Linked DNA regions of Mus musculus: region 2 is linked to region 1. Evidence: chromatin contacts called from public Hi-C data. All regions are on one chromosome and are shown on one strand. Each heading gives the region's core, a stretch centred on a gene start, on an enhancer-like site or on the middle of the called end of the contact. The rest is flanking DNA. Distances are from core to core; before and after follow the strand shown.

Region 1 (3,946 bases), core at 422-2,921:
AAAATGGAAGGGGCTGTGGAGGAATATAAATACTGTGTATGATTGATTGGTGGGATTATGGGCATGCCCTCTTTGATGCTTTTAAGTTGGAAGGAAATGTTTCAAAGCCCCTTTGAATCTCTCTAATGAGGGGGCTGTTGGAGGTGAGTGGCGATTCCAGCCACAGGCCTGGGAGGAAGGGGTTTCTGCACTGCTCATGGCAACTGGCCAACTCCTCACACAAAAGCCGAGGCTGCCTTACATCTGGATGGATGGCAGAACCTTTCTTTGGAGGCTTGCCATCCCAGGCTGGTACCTCGTTCCCCAGAGCAGATGAATGTACTATTGGGCTCCTGGGCTCTGGACCCCTGAAAACAAAGCGATGGTCTCAGTTTTTAAACCTGGTTTAAGAATGTGACACTTGGTCTTTCTGCAAGGGGAGAAGGTACCTGTGGCCTACACGGCAAGCAGAAGCATGGTCAGGCCTGGAAGAATGACACAGATCAGGATCTCGGCAAGCGTGGGTGGCTGACTACAGCTAATCAAGGAAGCGTTCGAGGGCAGCATTATCTTTCTCTGGGCTCCAGAGACTCGACTGGTCACTGGTTGACAAGCCCTTTCTGTGTCCCACCCAGGTGCTTTTCAGTTGAGCCCCACTCACCCTTCTAACACACTATGGTCTCCCCTTCCCCACCAGCCCACCCTGTATGTATGATATGTGGATATGTGCATGTTCATGTGTGCAGGTGCGGATGTGTGTACAGGAAGCCAGAGATCAACCTTGGGCGTTGCCCGTCATGTGCCATCTTCCATGCTTGTGAGACTGTCTCTTGTTGGCCTAGGTTTTACCGATTCAGCTAGATTTCTTGGCCAGTGAACCCCAGAATCCTCTGCTGAGACCTCACCAGCAATGGAATCACAGATGGGTACCACTGAGCTCATTTAATTACGTGTGTGTGTGTGTGTGTGTGTGTGTGTGTGTGTGTGCATGTGCACACATGGGGAGGTCAAAGAACTTACAGACTTGGTTCTTTCCTTTTTCTGTATGAGTCCCAGAGCTTGAACTCAGGCCTTGGGGCTTGGCAGCAAGTGCCCACGAAGCCATCTTGCTGACCCCAAGCCTAGTTTTTGTACATGGGTTCTAGGAATCACACTCAGATTTTCATGAATGCCTGGCTAGCACTTTACCGACTGAGCGCCCCCCCCCTTCCTATTCATGTATCCTCCCCTGCAATCCCACCTTGACCTTACGTCTGTCCATGACACAAACCAAAGGCACAGGGACCCAGTGTTAGCCATGACTGACTCGTTCGGATGGGCACTTGCAGACAGCATTTTAGCTTCGTTGGCTTCATCCATTTTGTCCTCTCTGAGCCGTTCCAGGTCTGGCCATTTGCTGGAGGCCTGGGTGAGGCTGTCCACAGTGACATTCTGTGAGTAAACACCCCTTCATCACAGGCAGGATGCTTGCCGACAGTGGCTTTCATCTGGCTCCACACAGAAGGGATGGAGAATCAAGCCTTTGGCTGATCAAAACACAGCGGGCGGGAAGCCAGCAGGAGCCCATTGTCCTTGCTGCCATCTTGGACTTCACTCCCACGCAGCTGCCTTTGGGTTTTTAAACAGCATTTGTTCAGGGGACAGTGATTTAGCCAAGGCTGGCACCGGACTCAAAGGAGTTCGCAACTGGGTAACTCAGAATCACAATGATTGCTAGTAGCCTTTCCTCTCTTGGCAGGTGTCCTCTGTCCCAGAGACCATGGGCAAATCTGCTCAGGAAGAGAGGCCGGAATTCATTAGCAAGAAGATGTTATAAATGGAGTCTTCTTAAATGGGCTTATGACTTTCAGGCTCAAAGGTAGAGCAAATCAGGGCCAATCCAGGGTAAGAGTGAGGATGCCTCTTTGAGGATGTTGGGAACAAAAAATACTGTTTCTTCCTGTCACTTGTGTATCAGGGGTTCCTGCTGAGTTCTGTAGGGCACTTAGGAATAGGAGAGCACTTTTAAATATCCCACTTGAGGGATGGTAAGATGGCTCTGTGGGTAAAGTCACTTGCTGCCAACCCTGATTGATTACCCAAGTTTAATCACCAAAACCTACATGGTGGGAAGAGAGAAACAAGTTCCAAGAGTTTTCCTCTGACCTACACATACACGGTGTGTTGTTCATGCACACATATACACAGGCACAATTTGAATGATGTAAACAACTTTTTAAATATCCCGTTAGTTCTCTTCTAATGCAGTTGGGTGTTTCCCAGCTTGCTGCTGCTGCTGCTGCTGCTGCTGCTGCTTCTCCTGCTCCTGCTCCTGCCCCTGCCCCCGCCCCCGCCCCCGCCCCCCCGCTCCCGCTCCTGCTCCAGCTATCACCCTAAGTCAGCCCTGCTTAACCTGGCAAGCATGTTGCACCAGGGACTGAAATTGTCTTTGTCTGGGGATAACTGTGCTTTATAATGTGTTGAGCAATACTCTTGGTCCCTATTTACCTTAGGACAGTAGCAACCCTTTACCCATGACAATCAAAGATGTCTTCATCATGTGTGTCCAACTTATGGGTCTTATGAAGCTACATGCAGCCTTGCTCAGGTATGAAACTAAGCATAAAACATAGTCATAAATTTTGGTCTTATGATAGCTCTTTCAACTGATTCATGCAGTTCTTAGGAGTGACATTCTGTCGATGACAACATTGCACTGTGATGTCCCCAGGTTGGACACAGGCTAGGGAGATGATGACTCAGTCTAAGAAGAAATCAGCTTGCCAGCTCCAGGAGCAGAATTCTCTGCCCAGAACCCATGCTTCAAAAGCTGGATGTGTTGGCATGAATCTGTAACCCCCACTCTGGGGAGACGGAGACACATGTATTCCTTGAGTCTTTTACTGAGTTGTAGGCCAGTGGAAAACGCTGCTCAGAAGAAAGAAAAGAAGAACAGTGTGTGAGGAACAATATCCAAGGTTGACCTGCACATGGACAAGCACAGATGTGCTCTCTCTCTCTCTCTCTCTCTCTCTCTCTCACACACACACACACACACACACACACACACAGAGAGAGAGAGAGAGAGAGAGAGAGAGAGAGAGAGAGAGAGAGAGAAGGTTTGATGTGCCCACAAGTTAGATGTTATCAAATGTCTCTATAGACAACATTCTCCCCACCTCTGAGGCCTCTCTGATTTGAAGGGCAGAGGAGGCTAAGGAGGAGGAATGTTAATCCAAACTGACACAGCAGCGCCTCCTCACCAACAAGTTGCTATGCATGAGCTTTTGCTATGATTTCTGGGGGAACCCAACATAGGACATCCAAGTTTCTAAGTGGCTTCTCCTCTAGAGAGAAGTCACCAGAAAAGGAGGTGCCATTATGTGCTGGTCACATGGTGTGCCTTAGAGTTCTGTCAACTTGACACCATTGGAAGTCGTCAATTAAGAAAATGCCTCCATCAGACAGTCAGTGAGGCATCTTCCTGATCAGTGCTGATGTGAGAAGGGGTTCTAGCCCTGGGCAGGGGGTCTGAGGTCATACGAGAAAGCCGACTGAGCAGGCCATGGGAATCAAGACAGTAAGCAGACCTCCATGGCCTCTGCTTCAGGCCCTGCCTTGATTTTCTGCTCTCTCTCATTTCCCCTTATGATAAATTATGACTGGGACATGTAAGGGGAAATGAACCCTGTGCTGCCCACGTTTCTTTTGGTCATGGTCTTTATTACAGTGATAAAAAGCTAACTAGAACTCATGACATGCCCAGAATGTCCCTTCTTTTGGGGAGAAAAATTACCTTTTTTTTTTTTTTTTTTTTAATGTATGTGTTTTGCCTGTATGTATGTCTGGGCACCACATGGATGCAGTACTGGAAGGGGCCAGAAGAGGGCATGGGATCACCTGGGACTGATGTGAGTCACCTACCATTTGAAAATCTAACCAAAGTCCAGCAGCCCCATGTCTGTTCTCCTAAAACGTCTCTTGTATC
Region 2 (3,878 bases), core at 775-3,274, 160 kb before region 1:
TTAACACCTTGCTTTCTCCTTCTTCTTTTCTTCTGGGTGATGAGAGCTTGGTGTCCATGAATGAAGCTGGCTGAAGATGTAACGTTCATCTCCTCCACTCCCTCACGCAGGATGTGGCCACCGCCAAATCCCTTAGGTCCTGATTTTGCCTGATGACCGTTCCCTGTGGGTCTCCCAGGGTGAACCACACCTTGAACCAGAAGATGTGGAGCTGGATGTAGTTCTGAAGCCAGCTGCTCCAGTTTCGATTCTGTTGCTCTGCTGAAACACTCAGACAACAAGCAGCTTAAGAGAGGAAAGTGCTTATCTGGCTTACAATTCCAGGCTACTTTGTCTATCATAGCAGAGAATCCAGTGGCAGGATCTAGAGGTATCTAGTTGCATCACATCTGCAGGCAAAAACAAAGAGATGAATGTGTGAGGCTTTCGGCTTGCTTGCTTTCTCCTCCCTGACATACCTACCTAGGGAATGGTGCTGCCCACGGTGGGCTGGGTCTTCCCATATCAATTAAAAATCAAGACAATCCCCTACTGACTTTCTCCCCAATTACTTCTAGGTTGTGTCAAGTTGACACTTAACCAACCATCACCCCAGGTGATGACAACAAATGTCCCCTCCCTGATGTCTTCCCTTTTCCTTGAAATATAGACTGCTTGCAGGACTCTTTGGTACCTTCATCATTATGTGGGTGTTACCTGACTTACCGAGGCACCTCCATTTCACTCCTTCATTCTCAGTAAGAAAGAGAGAGAGAGAGAGAGAGAGAGAGAGAGAGAGAGAGAGAGAGCCCTCAGCAGAGGCAGAAATCAAGTGAGACACTTTCTTCCAGAAGCCAGCCTTGTCTCTTTGTCCCCTCTCCTGACTCTGACCTGCAAGCTGACTTTCATTCTTTCTGCCTCTCAAATCCTTCCTAACACTTGTCAAAAATTAAAGTGGGACCTCCCTTCAAACGTTCTATCTGCCTTTGCCAAGAAGGCAAGTCTGTCACCAAAGAATCTACATTAATATTCCAAATATGCATCGCTCAGAGACGAAATAACATCGTCTGCTTTCAAGCCAGGTTTGGGTGACCTCTGCGCTTTAATATTTTCAGTGAAGTGTCATGTGACAATTCAACTGTATTCAGAGAGAGGAGAAAGTGAGCGTGTCCTTACAGACGCATCGACTGCAAATGGGGGGATGAGATGCAGCTCAGGGGCAAGTACTTTATCCTTTTTGTTTGTGATTTCTGCTTCGGCTAAGTAGATCCACACGAAGCTCTCTCTCTCTCTGTGTGTGTGTGTGTGTGTGTGTGTGCTTGCATGTGCTCACGTGCACATGCACACATATATGTACTACATATGTATATACTACCATACAAGAGGGGAGGACAGAGCATAATTTTGGGTGTCAGTCCTCTCTGAGACAGAGTCCCTGTTTTGACTGATACTCTGTGTATGACAGGCTAGCCAGCTTGCATGCTTCCAGGAGGACCTAAAACTTGTCTCCATCACACCATAAAAGTACTAGGATATGGTTGCATGGTGCCATACCCACGTTTATGGGTTCTGGGGTCCCACACCAGCTTGAAGTGGGCTCTTGGGATTTGAACTCAGATTCTCACAGTTGCACAGCAAGAATTTTATCTGTGGAACCAGCTCCGGAGCTCCAACATGAAGGACCCTCAGACACATAGAATTAAGACTAAGGAGTCTTCATTTCCTAACACAAAAGCATCCAGAAAAGTGCTTGCTCTCCCTCTCCCTTCTCTTTCCTCTCCCTCTCCCCCTCCCCCTCCCTCTCTCCCATCCGGCTTTGTAGCAGAACATTACCTTGTTCCAGCTCCTGTAAGGAGACTCTCATTACAGCCAGGCCCCATTACCCTTACAAGAATGAGGAGTCTCTGCTCTTAGCTATAGAGCAGCGATGAACAGTTAGTATCAACTGGCCCCTTTCAGGCCTGGGTCATGCTACCCCAGGCCAGGGAGCTCAGAGGCTGCAACTTAGGGTGCAGTTCCTCCAGAGGCCAGGAGGGGGGTGTCTTGTGCTTCAGAAGTCCCTTGCCCTCCTTGCTATCCGATCTTCTCTTGGCCGGAAAGGCTCCATCCCCACAGAAGCATGGCATTTGCTCCACGGAGGGCCTGCAGATCTGCTTGCCACAATAATCAACTCTGCCCTAGGCTGCGCCACCCAGGTCTTTTTTACTTAGAAGTTAGCCGAACTGCGGGATTTCTTGCGATGGGCTCAGTCATCACCCTGGCAGGCCTGTGGGCATGCCATCGGGGGCAAGTTTACACAGATGCCTGCATCCGGGCACTCAGAGCAGGTGTCCACTAACCCCAATCAGACCACCCTCCCAGAAAAGAGCCCCCCCTTGGGTTTGAGGGATGACAGGTCAGTCTTTGGAGTGGCCCGTAGGGAAACCCACTACCTGCCTGTCATCCACCAGTGAGCCCGTGTGGGAGGCTTTGAGCAGATGCTGGGGAACAGAACGCTGGCTTTGGTTGACACTAGGAACTTGATACAACACTGCCCTGATTTGTCATGACAACCCTGAGGTACTTCAGGGCTGCTCGGTTACATATAGGAAACAGGCTCAGATCGATGACAGGCTATGCCAAAGGTCACCAAAGCAGCAGGTGGCAGAGCCATGGGTTGCTTGGAGGCCCTCAGAGCCCTGGCCCATGCTGGTGAATCTGCCCCACCTGCACAAACAGATGGGCCCTTGGAGGCTGGAGAAATATCTAGCCCTTCAATGCTCTAAAATATTCAGGACTTTCTACTCTATATCTCTATTTCTGTTGTTTTGGATTCTCCTAACAGATCCTTACTGGTATGAATGGGAGGGACATTAGACCTGGATGTCAACCCTGTTAGATGGTTCCTCCTTCAGCAACCCCTGTTCCCCACCCCTTCCCCACCACACAAGGCTTCAGGACTTTTCTTTAAACCCTGAAGGGAGGGAACTTGCCCATAACGAACAGGAATGTGATTGAATGGTCCTCCTTAGAATACGTGGAAAGGCTGCCACTTGGCACTTGGTTCTTAAGTCTTGGTGCTTCTAGAAGCTTCTACCTCTACGTCCTCTACCCAGAGAGGAGGGGTGATGTCTAAAGATTCCTCGATATGCGATATTTTACTTTTGTAAAGTTTGTGGAGGACTGGCAAGATAAAGGCAACTGTTACCAACACTGACGACTTGATTCCAATCTCCAGATCCCACAGACAACCGAAACAATCATCCTCAACAACAAATACGCCATGGTGCACATGCACACAGCAATCAATCAATCAATCAATCAATCAATCAATGTAATTTTTTGAAATTGTGGAAAATTATATTCTGCACCACAAATCTTTTCCTTTTAAATGTAGCAAAGAATTCACTGTGTAATATTTACCTTATAACCATTCATAACTGTATAATCTCACAGCACTAACTACATATACACATAGTCACTGCCATCATCCACCCACAGAATTTTCCTCACCCTGCCTAAAAAAAGAAAAAAAAAAACCCTCTGTGTTGATTAAACACCTGATTCCCATTACCCCATCCTAAAACTACCACTCTACTTTCTGTCTGTAAGAATCTGACTACATGTGCCTCATGTGCTTGGAGTCAGACCACCGTCTGTCTATTTTGTGGCCGCCTTATTTCATTCAGTAGAACACCCTCAAAATTTTGTCCATGTTGCAGCCTGTGGCAGGATTTCTTCCTGTTCAAGAGTGAGTAGTATTCCACTGTGTGCCTATATCAGATTTCATTAGTCTTTCAACTCTTTATTTTTTAGAGTCAGAGTCCTACTATGTTGCTAGCTCAGGCTGGCCTACTATGTTGCTAGCCCAAGCTGATCTCAAATTCACAGCAATCCCCCAACCTACGCTCCCCAAAGAG

Evidence for each region. A called contact is a pair of places that touch in the nucleus more often than the background predicts.
Region 2: a contact with region 1 is called in a Hi-C map of cerebral cortex, with 4 times the contacts expected there. The contact joins two enhancer-like sites. A contact is called at or near these places in 26 of 484 Hi-C or Micro-C datasets (the HL-1 cell line, adipose-derived mesenchymal stem cells, brown adipocytes and 16 more).

The regions. Positions count from the first base shown.
Region 1 is chr11:109,030,541-109,034,486 of GRCm38.p6, reverse strand. Gm36876 (a long non-coding RNA gene) reads right to left here. Exons shown (of 4, transcript XR_389100.4): 4 at 1-1,748. Among named protein-coding and RNA genes, the nearest start is that of Gm24149, 35 kb to the left of the region's middle. Within about 2 kb of position 1,671, at least 22 of the 459 cell types and tissues checked have an H3K27ac peak or open chromatin away from gene starts, as enhancers often do. A contact at or near this core is called in cerebral cortex, where this site is marked.
Region 2 is chr11:109,191,522-109,195,399 of GRCm38.p6, reverse strand. No RefSeq gene overlaps it. Among named protein-coding and RNA genes, the nearest start is that of Gm39440, 26 kb to the left of the region's middle. Within about 2 kb of position 2,024, at least 12 of the 459 cell types and tissues checked have an H3K27ac peak or open chromatin away from gene starts, as enhancers often do. A contact at or near this core is called in cerebral cortex, where this site is marked.